2 separate regions of the Pan troglodytes genome follow, and region 1 is linked to region 2. A link is a contact called in public capture Hi-C data. All regions are on one chromosome and are shown on one strand. The core of a region is the stretch at or near the end of the contact, and the rest is flanking DNA. Distances in the headings are between cores, read along the strand shown.

Region 1 (7,063 bases), core at 3,558-6,057, 1.0 Mb after region 2:
GGCGGAGGGTCGTGTTCCCAAGTCCCAGCGCTGGTTGACCTAAGGAAACGTTATCCTCGGCAGACAGGGTGGAGTAGCCGGGGCTGCAAGCTCGCAAATCCCTAATGCCCGAGAGAGACTGGAGGGGTCGCACATCGCCCCCTCCTTCTTCTGCCTTTGAGCGCCGCGTTTCCATTTCTTCAAAGCGCTTCAAATGCAATCGAAACAGCTGGGCGGACACCACTCCCTTCCGGGCCACCCCTCATCACCGGTTCGAGTCCCCGGAGAGGATATCTTTTTTCCACCCCCATTATCCCGAGAATCCTCCCCCAGGAATGATAAAAGATTAAAGGAAGAGTGAAAGACATAAACAAAAATATAGGTTTCAAATGTTGTTTAGAGCCGAATGACAACCAAGGCCACTCTTAGTTCAAATTCCTACCGGAGAGAAGAGCAGTGGGCGAAATACCTCACCCCCCAACTAGGCAAAACAAACAGCAGTTACTGCCAGGAGGGAGGAGGGCTGGGGTGAGCCTGGTGGGTTGGCCCATAGCTATTGGCGGAAGCAAACGAAACAGAGGCGTGGGGACCAAAAGGGCGGGCGCTGTCCTTCGTGCTGAAAGATCTATGCCCTACCTCAAAACTCAGTAATCTGGATGGGGTGGAATTCCAGGCCTTCAATTCCTTACCATTCCTGCTGCGCCCAAGAGTCCGAGTTGGAGGAGGAGATCATTGAAAATTAAATCAAATTTATGAAGTTTCTAAGTGCGCTCCTCTCCCTGCCTCACTGGAATGTCCACTCCCGGCGTGCAGGATAATATAAACCGCAGGGACAATGCAGGCTCCAAAAAATAAGTGCTTGGCACATAGTAGGGGATTAATAAATATTCGTTTCAATTATTGCTAATATTCAATTAAACATTCTAAACAAGGACGGACAAGAGGCTTCATTCCTCCCCTACTCACCATAAAGGAGAAAGAGAGGGGTGTCCTCGAAGCTGGACGGACTCAGCTTCAGCTTGCGTTACCTAGCCTTGCAGGAGATTCCTTCTCCAAAGAGATTATTTCATTGGCTAAAACGTTAGGGGTGTTCTGAACTCTGGGGTCAAAGGAGGAAGTGGTTGGAAATGTCTCAATCTCGTGCCACAGGTGAAGTAAACGGATCTTCCTTTCCAGGGAATCACGGGTTTTGGGAAAAGGTTGAGGCGAGCGGGCGTCTATGCTGGACAATGAAGAACGAGGGGCACCGGGAGATGTGTTGCCTCCTCCTTCCTGTCTCCTGCCCCGTGCGTCTTGAATGATTTAGCACTGGCAGCTGGCTCCCTGATTGGTGCGACCGTCTCGTTTAGGAAAGGCTCTAGGAGGGCCGGTGGATAGAATTCCGAGCTTCACCTGGTTATATGCCGCCCACTTCAAGCGGCGCAGAGCAGCTGCCGGTTGAGTGGTTTGGGGGGACGTTTCCTACGTGGAGCAGGCACCCCCAGCCTGTCCATCCCCAAGCCTCAGTGCCCGGGGCTGCAGTCACCGCGCGCCCCGCCGTTTAGGATGTTTTTTGTGTCCTTAAAAAGTGCCCGGGATTTTATCGTCAGGTGGAGACAAGACGACAAAACAGTAGTTTCTTTAGTACCAAAGGCAACGCGATTATTTCAAACCCCACAGCGAGATCCCTCTTGCTGATCAGGCCATGTCTGCCCAGGGCGGACCCTTCGATCTCCCTTATGGAACTCTCGGTAATTTATAATATTTTTGTGTGTGTTTCCATTGTGTTGTGGTGAAAGGCGATAAGGCATTCAAAGAAAACGGACGGGCCTCGGCTGAACCAGTGAGGCCCCAGACGTGCGCATAAATAACCCCTGCGTGCTGCACCACCTGGGGAGAGGGGGAGGACCACGGTAAATACCAGTAAAGGAATCACTGCCTACACGGTGTCACCCAGACACGCACAGACATCAACATTTTTGCCCTAAAGAAAAAAACTGGGGGAGAAGAAAGGGGAGAACTTAAACTAGTGACAGGGCGGTGAGGGAAGGCATGAAGAGGCAAGCCGGCGCGTAACCGTCTGGCCAGCAGCTCCAGGTGTGGGCTCCGCTCGGGCGCTGGAGGAGAGACCCGGGAGCGCAGGGCCTCTCGGTCTCTGGGCTCTTGGCGCCCTCTGGTGGGAATTTCTCTTTCAACGCATTTTTACGGCGAGGGGCTTTTCCCAACGCAGCGGTTCTTTTAACTACGCCTAAATATTGCAAAGGGAGAATCCTTAAAGCGCGTGAAATCGAAGGGGGAGCGGGCCAGGGCAAGGGGGGCTGGTCCGCCCCTCCCGGGGCACCTCTGTGCTCGGGTTCCCCATGCGCGTGCAGCGGCGCTCGTGCGTGTCATCAATCTTCAGACGTGATTAATCAGGAGGCCTTCTTTTCCCATCACCAAGGGGGCCAAAGCGAGGAGCGAGCGCATAGCAAAAGGGACGCGGGGTCCTTTTCTCTGCCGGTGGCACTGGGTAGCTGTGGCCAGGTGTGGTACTTTGATGGGGCCCAGGGCTGGATGAGGAAACTGTAATTCCTCCATGGTCTAAGAGGTCTCCCCTCATTTCTGCCTCCTTTGCGGTTACAACAATCCCAGCTCCGTAGAGAGCCAACGAGGACACGACCCAAAGCGCGCTTTCGCTCAAGGAAGCGTCGCAGGGTCACAGATCTGGGGGAACCCCGGGGAAAAGGACTGAGGCAAAGCCGCCGCTCGTCTCCTACAATATATGGGAGGGGGAGGGGAAATGGGAGAGGGGAAAGGAGGGGAGGGAAGAAGAAACGCTCAGAAAGGCAGAATTCTTCGTAGGAATTATCTTTTCCCTCCTCTCACCCGACAGCCTGCCTATTTCCAAAGGGGGAGAAAAAAAGCGTGTTGAGTACGTTCTGGATTACTCATAAGACCTTTTTTTTTCCTTCCGGGCGCAAAACCGTGAGCTGGATTTATAATCGCCCTATAAAGCTCCAGAGGCGGTCAGGCACCTGCAGAGGAGCCCCGCCGCTCCGCCGACTAGCTGCCCCCGCGAGCAACGGCCTCGTGATTTCCCCGCCGATCCGGTCCCCGCCTCCCCACTCTGCCCCCGCCTACCCCGAAGCCGTGCAGCCGCCTCTCCGAATCTCTCTCTTCTCCTGGCGCTCGCGTGCGAGAGGGAACTAGCGAGAACGAGGAAGCAGCTGGAGGTGACGCCGGGCAGATTACGCCTGTCAGGGCCGAGTCGAGCGGATCGCTGGGCGCTGTGCAGAGGAAAGGCGGGAGTGCCCGGCTCGCTGTCGCCGAGCCGAGGTGGGTAAGCTAGCGACCACCTGGACTTCCCAGCGCCCAACCGTGGCTTTTCAGCCAGGTCCTCTCCTCCCGCGGCTTCTCAACCAACCCCATCCTAGCGCCGGCCACCCAACCTCCCGAAATGAGTGCTTCCTGCCCGCCCTAGTCCCTGCTCTCCACGGGTGCGCTGCGCAGGGACCCCCCCGCCCTCGTCACTCTTCTTATCCCTGCCCTCCGGATTCACGCCCCGGGGAAGCACGGAGGCTGAGGCTCTAGTTGAAGTGGGGCAAGAGCGATTTTCCCTTGAGCTTCCATGCTGCGAGCGCCTGTCCCTCCAAAGGGCGCCTGGGCAGCAGCCGCCGAAGGCGCTACTAGGAACGGTAACCTGTTACTTTCCCAGCGGCCGTAGTCGACCCGCTGCCCGAGTTGCTGTGCGAGTGCGCGCGCGGGGCTAGGAGTGAGGTCGGAGGGAGGGTGTGGAGGCGATGGCCGGTGGGCCCTTCTCTGTGGGGTCCTCGATCTACCCGGATTAGCCCGCAATCTCTCTGTCCCGGGGCCTTCGGGCGCCATCGCGCCAGCGCCGAGAGTCGAGCAGGGGCGCCGCGCAAGATCTTTGTCCGCCGCCTCCTGCGCGCTGCGCGCAAGTTCGTTTCCCCGGTGACGTTCCCCATGCTTACTTACCCCACCCTCTCTGGATCTGTACCGCGAGAAATCTGGGGTCCTCAGGGGGCTAGGTAGAGGAGAAACGCTGAAACCGGACCGAAACCTCGCCCTAGGTTTAGCGATGGCTAAAAACCGGCTGGGATAAGAGGGAGGCAAGCAAGGTTCCGACTCGCTGCTTTCTGGCTGTCTGGAGTGCAAGGTGACTGTGGTTCTTCTCTGGCCAAGTCCGAGGGAGAACGTAAACATATGGGCCTTTTTCCCCCTCTCACCTTGTCTCACCAAAGTCCCTAGTCCCCGGAGCAGTTAGCCTCTTTCTTTCCAGGGAATTAGCCAGACACAACAACGGGAACCAGACACCGAACCAGACATGCCCGCCCCGTGCGCCCTCCCCCGCTGGCCCACACGCCGGCTGCTGAGTGCCCAATGGGGCTTGTAGCGGCTCGGCTGGAAAATCGCTCACTGAGCGCTCCCCTGTGCTCCTAGCCCAGTCCCCCACACCCTTGCGTCTTGTACTGGCCTTGGACCCCCCACCCCGACCCCGACCCCGCCTCGTCTCGGCGCTTCACTCCAGGTCGCGCCGATGCACCGCCAGACTCGAGAGCGGCCCAGGGCTACGCTCCCTGCGCCCCAGTACCGGAGCTAGCGCGCACGTCTCCTCCGCTGCCCCCACCCCTGCGCACCCCTACCAGGCAGGCTCGCTGCCTTTCCTCCCTCTTGTCTCTCCAGAGCCGGATCTTCAAGGGGAGCCTCCGTGCCCCCGGCTGCTCAGTCCCTCCGGTGTGCAGGACCCCGGAAGTCCTCCCCGCACAGCTCTCGCTTCTCTTTGCAGCCTGTTTCTGCGCCGGACCAGTCGAGGACTCCGGACAGTAGAGGCCCCGGGACGACCGAGCTGATGGCGTCTTCGACCCCATCTTCGTCCGCAACCTCCTCGAACGCGGGAGCGGACCCCAATACCACTAACCTGCGCCCCACAAGTAGGTCCCGCCCCAATTTTCTATCAAATGAACTGCAGGGAAGATGGGGGCGCTGGGACGTCGGGAGGCTGAGCTGGCGGAAAGGGAAGGGGGAGCGCGGAGATAATGGAGGCTGGGAAATAAATGGGGCTCTGACCCCGTCCCTGCCAGAGGTCATTCGGCTGTCAGGAACGCTAGGTGACTCCCAGGGCACCGGAGAGCGAGGACCACGCAAGGTCCGAGCAGCGGCGATCGTTGAGGGCTTCGCGGCGGAGGAGGGGCGCGCAGCCAGGGTGTTGTTTTTATTCTGTTGTGTGTGGTTTCTTTGCTCCGTGGGACGATAGGGGTCAGCGCAGGGGGCGGAATGAAGAGCTAGGAGCCCCAGCAGGAATAAGACTTTTCAGTCCCCGGCTTTCGTTGAGCCAAGATCTGACCTCCTCCTTTCCCCCTGCGCTGTGTTCAAAGTCTATAATCAGCGGAAATTTCGACATTAATTGCAGCTTTTAGAAAACTCAAGGTCCCTAATTGCTCCAAATTTGCATCAAGCTATTGACGAGTTAGGGAGAAGTCAGGGGCGGGAAAGGTGCATAAAACTGAGACTGAGCCTTGACATTTCATACAATTAATTACATCTCAGAGACATAAATAAATAAATAAATAGGGGAGCGGGCGGCATCCTGAGCGGCAAGAGATGGGGAACTGGGAGGGGGCAAGAAGATTTATCATAGAGAGGAGAGAGCACCTCTCTCCTTATCCCAGGCAAGAGATCTGTCAGGAGGTGACATGTCCCGGAAAGAGAGAAGGAAAAGAGACACCAGATAAAAGAGGGGGGAGGATTTATGCTTCCCTGTCTTAAGTGCGACAGGCTCCTAAACCCATTTCCAGAATCTACCTTTAATTTTATTTCCTACCTCTGTAAAGGCTTGAGATGAGAAAATTGTTTTTCTTTTTCCTTGTTGGAGTGAAGAAGTGTCTCCTGACCCCACCCCCCTAAAAAAAACTTATCAGCTTCAGACTGTAAGGGTTCCCGCTCTCCCATTTATTTATTTTGTTTCTGAGATGTAATTAATTGTATGAATTTCCAGAATTTGTATACAGAAAGGGCTTAAGAAGGATAGTGTGGTTACAGGGAGTGCTTATTGATGCGCTTTTATGGCACTTTATATTTGAGAAAATAAGTATCCTCATCAATGAAGTGGGGATTATTACCGGAAAGCCCCTTTAGACGCTGGCATTGGCTCCCGGGCAGGAGGTCTCGTGTTAAGTCCTCAGGTCTCATTCCAATTTCCTTTGCAGCTCCCTCTTCCCGCCACCCAGGAGGGATACAATTACCCACACAACAAAGAGGGCCTCGGGAGAGTCGCCAGCCCTGGTAGCATATGAACCGGGCACCGGCGTTGGAGCTGGCCAGGGCAGGGCGGGAGGAACGCGAGGCCTGCGCGCCTTTGTGTGGTGCTTTCGCCTTGATGGATTTCTTTTCTGACACTTTCCACATTTCCCGCCCCCTTTTGCCGCCTGGGGGTGGGGGTGGGGGGTTAGCAGGCAGTTGTGTTAATTTACCCTCCACTCCCGGCGCCCTTACTTCCCGGTGGCCGCCAGTCGCCGGCGCAAATGCCAAGTCACCGGTAGGAGACCCAACAGAGGCGATGACCTGAATCCGCACGTGGCCTGGTTCGCCTGGAAGCTACCAAAGCGAAGGCAAGAGAGCCCGGGACCCTGCTGTAAAACAGCAAGCAGCACGTGTCCCAGGCACACTGTTGCGGGCCCTTAGCCTAGCTACGGCATCCGCACCCCCGGCTTCAAAGGCGCGCTGGGCGCTCTATCCACTCTCACCCTCCCTTGCAGACAATACCTTTGCCCGCCCAGCTAGCTCCACTTCTTTGCCCCCTTAGAGTCTCCTGGGAGGTGGCGTTAGTGCAGGCAACCTAAGGCACTCTCTTGTTCCAGAAACCCTTGGGTGGGGCTTGGAGCCCTCCTTGTCCCCAACCACTAGGTCTTCCCGACCCTTGCTACATCAAAGGGGCTCTCTCGCTTGCTCTCCCCATCTCCATTTCCCTTTCTTTCATTGCAACCCCCAATTTTGAAAGGCAGTGCAATGTGTCTGAACTCCAACTTCCCTGCTGATTGACCTTGGAAAACTCATGTAACCTCTCTGAGCCTCGATGTTATTTCTTTGTCAAATGACTCTTAGATCA
Region 2 (6,684 bases), core at 3,190-5,689:
TTTACTTAATACAAATTTGTAAAAATGAAAGTTGAAAAACTCAGTTTCTTAGCCATGCATTAAACAAATTGAAATGTAAATTATAAGAACTATACAAATAAGAGATTGGTTTACTTAATGAAGAGTAATAACATCACTTAGCCTTGGTTTATTTAATGAAGAGTGATAAAATCACTTAGCCCAAACAGTGATAAAAATGGTTTTTATTTTTGTTTAATTTTTTCTAGACAGGGTCTTGCTGTTACCAAGGCTGGAGTGCAGTGGCACATTCATAGCTCATCGCAGCCCCGAATACCTGAGCTCAGGTGATCCTCCCACCTCAACCTTCTGAGTAGCTAGGACTATAGGCGCACCACCACACTTGGGAAATTAAAATTTGTGTGTGTGTGTGTGTGTGTGTGTGTAGAGGCAGGGTCTAACTATGTTGCCCGGGATGGCTACCAATTCCTGGCCCCAAATGATCCTCCTGTATCAGCCTCGCAAAGCACCGGCATTACACGCCTGAGCCACTGCGCCTGGCCTTAAAAATGGTTTTAAAATCTTTTCTATAAATATACCAATATACCCGATTCTTGTTACAAACCTTTATTATTTTTGGTCCCAAAGGGAGGATTCATAATTACTGTATCGAATGACTTGGACATTCTGTTAGATAATAAGCACACATCACATTGAACCATGTCAATATTTGTTAACTCAAACTCTTCTGCATTCCTATTAAATATTTCCAATGCGTCTTCATCTATGTCAAATCCAACACACAACCTATAAATACAAAACACATACAAAGAGTGGCGACTTATAGCTCCCAAGTAAAAACAAAACCAAAATTAGCTGTTTTTTTTTTAAACCATATATCTTTTTAACCCAATTAGCAAAGTAAGAGTGAGTGTTTTCTTCTTCTTTTTTTTTTTCTTTTTTCAGACAGGATCTTGCTGTGCCACCCAGGTGAGTGTAGTGGTGCCATCTTGCACTGCTCAAGCAATCCTCCCACCTCAGCCTCTCAAGTAGCTGGGACCACAGGCACACACCACCACATCCAGCTAATTTTTGTATTTTTTGTAGACATGGGATTTCACCATGTTGCCCAGGCTGGTCTCAAACTCCTGGGCTCAAGTAATCTGTCCACCTTGGCCTCCCAAAGTGTTGGGATTACAGGCATGAGCCACTGTGCCCAGTCAAGTGTAACAGCGTAATTTCCAAACCCGGCAGGGGTTGGAAACTCAGGTTTGTATAAAAGGAACTGCTGCTTTCACCATTTTTATTTAATTTTTGTAGTTTGTTTAGATCTTCTGCCCATTCAAAATGTATTCAGTATCAGATTTTTGCTTCCTATATCTCATTCTGTGGAGTCTCATAAATATAATTCAGTTAATCCCATTGATGCTCCTTATTAAAGCCACCCAATACCCAAATAGCATATATTGCGTTACGTACCCTGCTCCTAACATTGCAGTTCCGATGCTAAGTACTCCACAACCACATCCTAGATCTGCAACGACTTTATTTTCAATGTCATCATAAGTGTTATGGATTGTATAGAGCATACATGCTAAAAAATAAAAAAAAAAAGAATAAGTAAGCAAGCCGGTGACTAAAATCTAATTTGTGCAAATGACTCTTTCTAAAATAATTTCTTGTGTTGCATTACTTAGTCCTCCCCAAATGCCATTCCAGATTATTTTTGTAAAAGATAAGGGGTAATGATTTGGTATGTAGTAAGAGGCACCATAAAGGAAGCTAATACCCACCAGTGTTTCTCAAAAACCAGTCTCTGCTAGCAATGCCAAGAATGACAAAACTGTGACCAGTCTCTGAGGTAAAATAAAAAAAAGTCAAAACGTTTAGTTTTTCCTCAGCTTGTTAAAAACATTGCCATATACTCATATCGGTTCTTTCTTTGATGCTGAAATATTTTTAAGAAAGAATGGTAAGAGTAAATAGTTTTTAAAAAAATCCTTTTTTGTCAACATAAATTTGGCAACTCTATCAATTTCCAAAATTGTTTTGAAATTTTACTTATCTGTGAAATCTATAAGACTAGGAACCACTATCAAACAAGCATTAGCATCACAAAGACATAGAATCTTTTTTTTTCTTTTTTTTTTAAACACAGGTTCTCACTATATTGCCCACGCTCGTCTCGAACTCCAGGGCTCAAGTGATCCTCCCACCCCGGCCTTCCAAAGTGTTCGGATTACAGACATGAGCCACTGTGCCTAGCCACAGAACTTTGTTTTAACAAGTTTGTCACCAGAACACAAGCACCATAAGCTCCACAATGTAGCCTTTAGACACATATACTCATGATCTACAGACATATATATTCATAATCTACAAATGAGACCTGATAATAGAACTACTGGGTGTTAGATACACTGAAGGTCAAACATGAATACCACCACCACCGATATTTCCCTGAAGATATCTGAACCCAGCAAGGACTGTTGGCCACTGATTCCTGCGGATCCAGAAGTTTTTTGTTGTTTTTTTTCAGAGATAGGGTCTATCTCTATCACCCAGGCTGGGGTGCAGTGGCGGATCAGAGCTCACTGCAGCCTGAAATTCCAGGGCTCAAGCAATTCTCCTGCCTTAGTATCAGCAGCTGGGACTATAGGCACATACTACCACACTAGGCTAATTTTTTTTTTTAAGAGCTGGGGTCTCACTGTATTGCCCAGGCTGATCTTGAACTCCTGGGCTCGTCATCCTCTTGCCTTGGCCTCCCAAAGTGCTGGGATTATAGGGGTGGGTCACTGTACTTGGCCAGATTGTTATTATTTTTTAAACTGGATTCCACTAAAAAAACCTACAGTCAGAAGACTAGTAAGTCATTATTTGAGAAAACTGGTCTTAACCTAGACACGGTAGTTTTGTGTGAATTTTTGGTTGGAATCATGACAGTATCTTGGAGTTAAGTGTAAATACACATGTATTCTCCTTGACTTTCATTGGCAACTTAGAAACAACTATTTTGGAACTGGAAAAAACTCCTTGCAGGTACTCTCAGAAAATTAATTTTCCTAAGGCGCCAGCCTCAGTGGCTCATGCCTGTAATCTCAGCACTTCTTGAGGCCCCAGTGGGAAGATCGCTTCAGCCCAGGAGTCTGAGACCATCTTGGGCAACATAGCAAGACGCTGTCTCTACAAAAAATAAAAAATATTAGCCAGGCATGACGGTGCATGCCTGTAGTCCCAGCTACTCGGGAGGCTTAGGTAGGAGGATCACTTGAGTCCTGGAGGTCAAGGCTGCAGTTGCCGTGATCACGCCACTGCACTCCAGCCTGGGTGACAGAGTGAGACCCTTATCTCAAAAAATAATAATAATAAATTTTTTTTCCCCTAAGGCTTCCCAATGACTTCGGTAACATAAATATATGTTGTCCTGTATTCTCTCTTGTACTCCCAGTATCAATGTCTGGCATGAAGCAACAATGCTAATGCTCAGAAAATCTGTTAAAATATGCATGCTCATCTTTACACAGCACATACTCTGATTTTGTTAAACTATCATTCCACTATCAACTCTGGTATTCATTTCTAGGGCAGAGTATATAGCACAAGAATCCTTGCGTAGGCAATTAGTAGCAATGGGAAACTGATCCTTATTTAGTAAATGTTTACTGAGCTCCTAAATAGTACCAGCGACTCTTCTGGGCACTGGGAATTCAAGTATGAACAAGACTAACAAATTCCTTGTCCTCAGAGAGATTGTAATGTGAGAAGAGAAAAAAACACATTAAAAAGATGTCTGGCAGTGTTAAGGGATATGCAGAAAACTAGACAGTAAAACGATAGTGTGTATGTCTGTGGAGGGTGTGCCTTGAGCTGCAGTGTCAAGGAAGGCCTCTCTAACGCGACAGGTGATCTTAGGGCAGAATTTCTCTAGACATTCTCTGTATCCAAATAACTGTTCTATTTTTATCACAGAGTAGACTGGACTAACGCCGAAAGCCGGGGCGTGGTGAACCAGCCGCCCTACCTGCAATGTGCGGCCTGGTAGGATACTGTTCTAGAAGTAGCTTGGGCTTTTCAAATCCATCCACTTGTTGCAGGCGACTCTCTAGTTCCTTAAGCCTTACTTTCTTCATTTTGTTTTAAAGTATGGACTCGTAGGGTTTGAAGGCACAGGATCTGCGGAGAAATCTATTGAACTGGGATCTTGTTTCCTCCCTACCCCCAACCTTCTCCCTTTTTCAGCACCGCTGGCCGGACCCGAAGACGCGCCCTAAGGAGACGCCCGGACGCAGGGCACGGGACGAGCCTCTGACCCACCTCCCGGGTAACCCAAGCCGCCCCAGGAGACGGCGGCGGCGCATTGCTGGAGCAGCCCCAGGATCCCTCGCGCTACGACCACGCACCTCTGGAAGCGACCCGCACCTCGGCCGGTGCCGGAAGCGCCAGGCCGCACGCGCGCACGCGTTCGCCGCCCAGCGGCCCGGCGCCGAGCTGCAGCGTTTATCTTGAGCCGGGGTTCCGCTGGCCACCTGGGGGCCTCATTGCCCCATCCCCTCCGCCTGCAAAGCCTGCGCTACTCGCTGACCCACAGCCAGTCCTCGCCGCCTGTCGCGTGCTCATTACCCTCTAGTTTGCCATGAGTACCTGCGGGCCCTCAAAGGATGGGGAAAGACAGAGTGAAAGGGATGCGGGAGAGAAAGTCACAGTCACTTTGTTGTATGGCCCAGAGTGACTCTTCTTGTTTCCCAAGTCTCGGCTCAAAAAGTAGCGATCTCCATTCACCTTTACCTCCTTCTCCATTCTCATGCCTTATTTTATTGTAACTTTGTTTCCCAATTTTTAGGTCATTTGTGTCGCTTGCAATTCTCACAGGAGTGGTGATGTCAAAGAAACCCAAAGAAGAGATAGTGGAGAGGCAGGGCGCGGCGGCTCACGCCTGTAATCCCAGCACTTTGGGAGGCCGAGGTGGGCGGATCACGAGGTCAGGAGATTGAGACCATCCTGGCTAACACGGTGAAACCCTGTCCCTAGTAAAATTACAAAAAAATTAGCCCGGCTTGGTGGCGGGCGCCTGTAGTCCCAGTTACTCGGGAGGCTGAGGCAGGAGAATGGCGTGAACCCGGAAGGCGGAGCTTGTAGTGAGCCAAGATCAAGCTACTGCACTCCAGCCTGGGAGACAGAGCGAGACTCCGTCTCAAAAAAAAAAAAAAAAAAAAAAAAAAAAAAAAAAAGACAGTGGAAATGAAAATAAAAGAATAGGTAGTGGTGTCAAATACTGGAAAGAGGTCGGGCTTCATAAAGTAGGAGCAGAAATCAAGTTGTAGCAGATTGTGGAACGAATGGAAATTTAGGAAGGAGAAAGAGTAAATGTGAACAATTAAACGTGGCCCCGGAAGCGGTGGCTCACCCCTGTAATCCCAACATTTTGGGAGGCCGAGATGGGCGGATTGCTTGAGACGGGAGTTTGAGACCAGCCTGGGCAACATAAGGAGACCCTGTCTCTACTAAAAATACAAAAATTAGCTGGGTCTGATGGCGCGAGCCTGTGGTCCCAGCTGCTCGGGTGGCTGGGGTGGGAAAATCGCTTGAGCCCGGGAGGCAAAGCTTCCAGTGATCTGAAATTGCGCCACTGCACTCCAGTCTGGTCGACAGTGAGACCCTGTCTCAAAAAAAAAAAAAAAAAAAAAAAAAAAAAAAAAAAAAGAAGAAAAGAAAGAGAAAGAGAAAGGTGGCCTACGAAAAGAATGGTTGGATGCTTAGTAATGGGGGAAGCTTTATTATTTTTTCAATTATTTTTAAGACAGGAGGAGACAAATTCTGACAAGAATTGAGCTAATAGAAAGAGAGGGGTTAAAAATGCAAGAGGATATTGGATGGAGTTGGGATCCTGAGAAGGCAGGATCCAGTGGTTAAGTAAAAGGATTGCAGGATTGCGTTTAAGCCTGTGGATGGACACCTCTTTGCATTATTAAAGGAAGAAGAAAAAGAGTGAATGGACGATGACGAAGTAGAGAAGTGTCTGAGGCTGCTACTTCTAGGAATAGTAGAATTCAAAGTTATCTGTTATGAGAATCAAATGAGTTAAAACATACAAAGTTTTAGCATGTAAAGTTAATACATAAAGTTTTATTTAGTTTATAATTTAGTGATTCGTAAAATTATTGAGCAAATTTAACTTATCACTGTTATATGATGATCGTGACATACTTAACTAATGTAGAAGACCAGGAATAACCTGTTTTAATTATGTTTCATTCATTTCAAACACAAGGTTATGGATTGGAAACACCCCTGTTCTTCTTTGTTGTTGTTGTTGTTGTTGTTTTTAGAGACGGAGTCTCGCTTTGTCACCCAGGCTGGAGTGCAGTGGGGCGATCTCGGCTCACTACAACCCCCGCCTCCTGGGTTCAAGCGATTCTCCTGCCTCAGCCTCCCGAGTAGCTGGGATTACAGGCGTGCGCCACCATGCCCGGCTAATTTTTGTATTTTTAGTAGAGACAGGGTTTCACCATGTCAGCCAGGCTGATCTCAAACTCCTCACCTCAAGTAATCCGCCTGCCTCGGCCTCCCAAAGTGCTGGGATTACAGGCGTGAGCCACCGCGCCTGGCCTTCTGTTCTTCTTTGGATTGCTTTTCCTACAGTTTTTGTTTTCCTTAAGTTGGGGTCTCATTCTATCGCCCGCTGGACTTTGATAACAGTAGGAATGTACATCTCAGACAAAATGC

Evidence for each region. Capture Hi-C pulls out chosen DNA fragments and counts their contacts.
Region 1: a capture Hi-C map of stem cell-derived neural stem cells shows a contact between it and region 2, with 3 times the contacts expected there. The contact joins the promoter of GAD1 here to the promoter of METTL5 in region 2. A contact is called at or near these places in 1 of 1 datasets of contacts at active chromatin or transcription factors (stem cell-derived excitatory neurons) and 1 of 1 other capture datasets (stem cell-derived neural stem cells).

The regions. Positions count from the first base shown.
Region 1 is chr13:72,860,141-72,867,203 of NHGRI_mPanTro3-v2.0_pri, forward strand. It overlaps GAD1 (glutamate decarboxylase 1), which reads left to right and starts at 4,808. Exons shown (of 16, transcript NM_001034113.1): 1 at 4,808-4,889. The coding sequence starts at 4,808.
Region 2 is chr13:71,864,327-71,871,010 of NHGRI_mPanTro3-v2.0_pri, forward strand. METTL5 (methyltransferase 5, N6-adenosine) reads right to left here and starts at 4,440. Exons shown (of 8, transcript XM_003309325.6): 1 at 4,362-4,440; 2 at 3,983-4,134; 3 at 1,438-1,552; 4 at 584-765. The coding sequence starts at 4,091.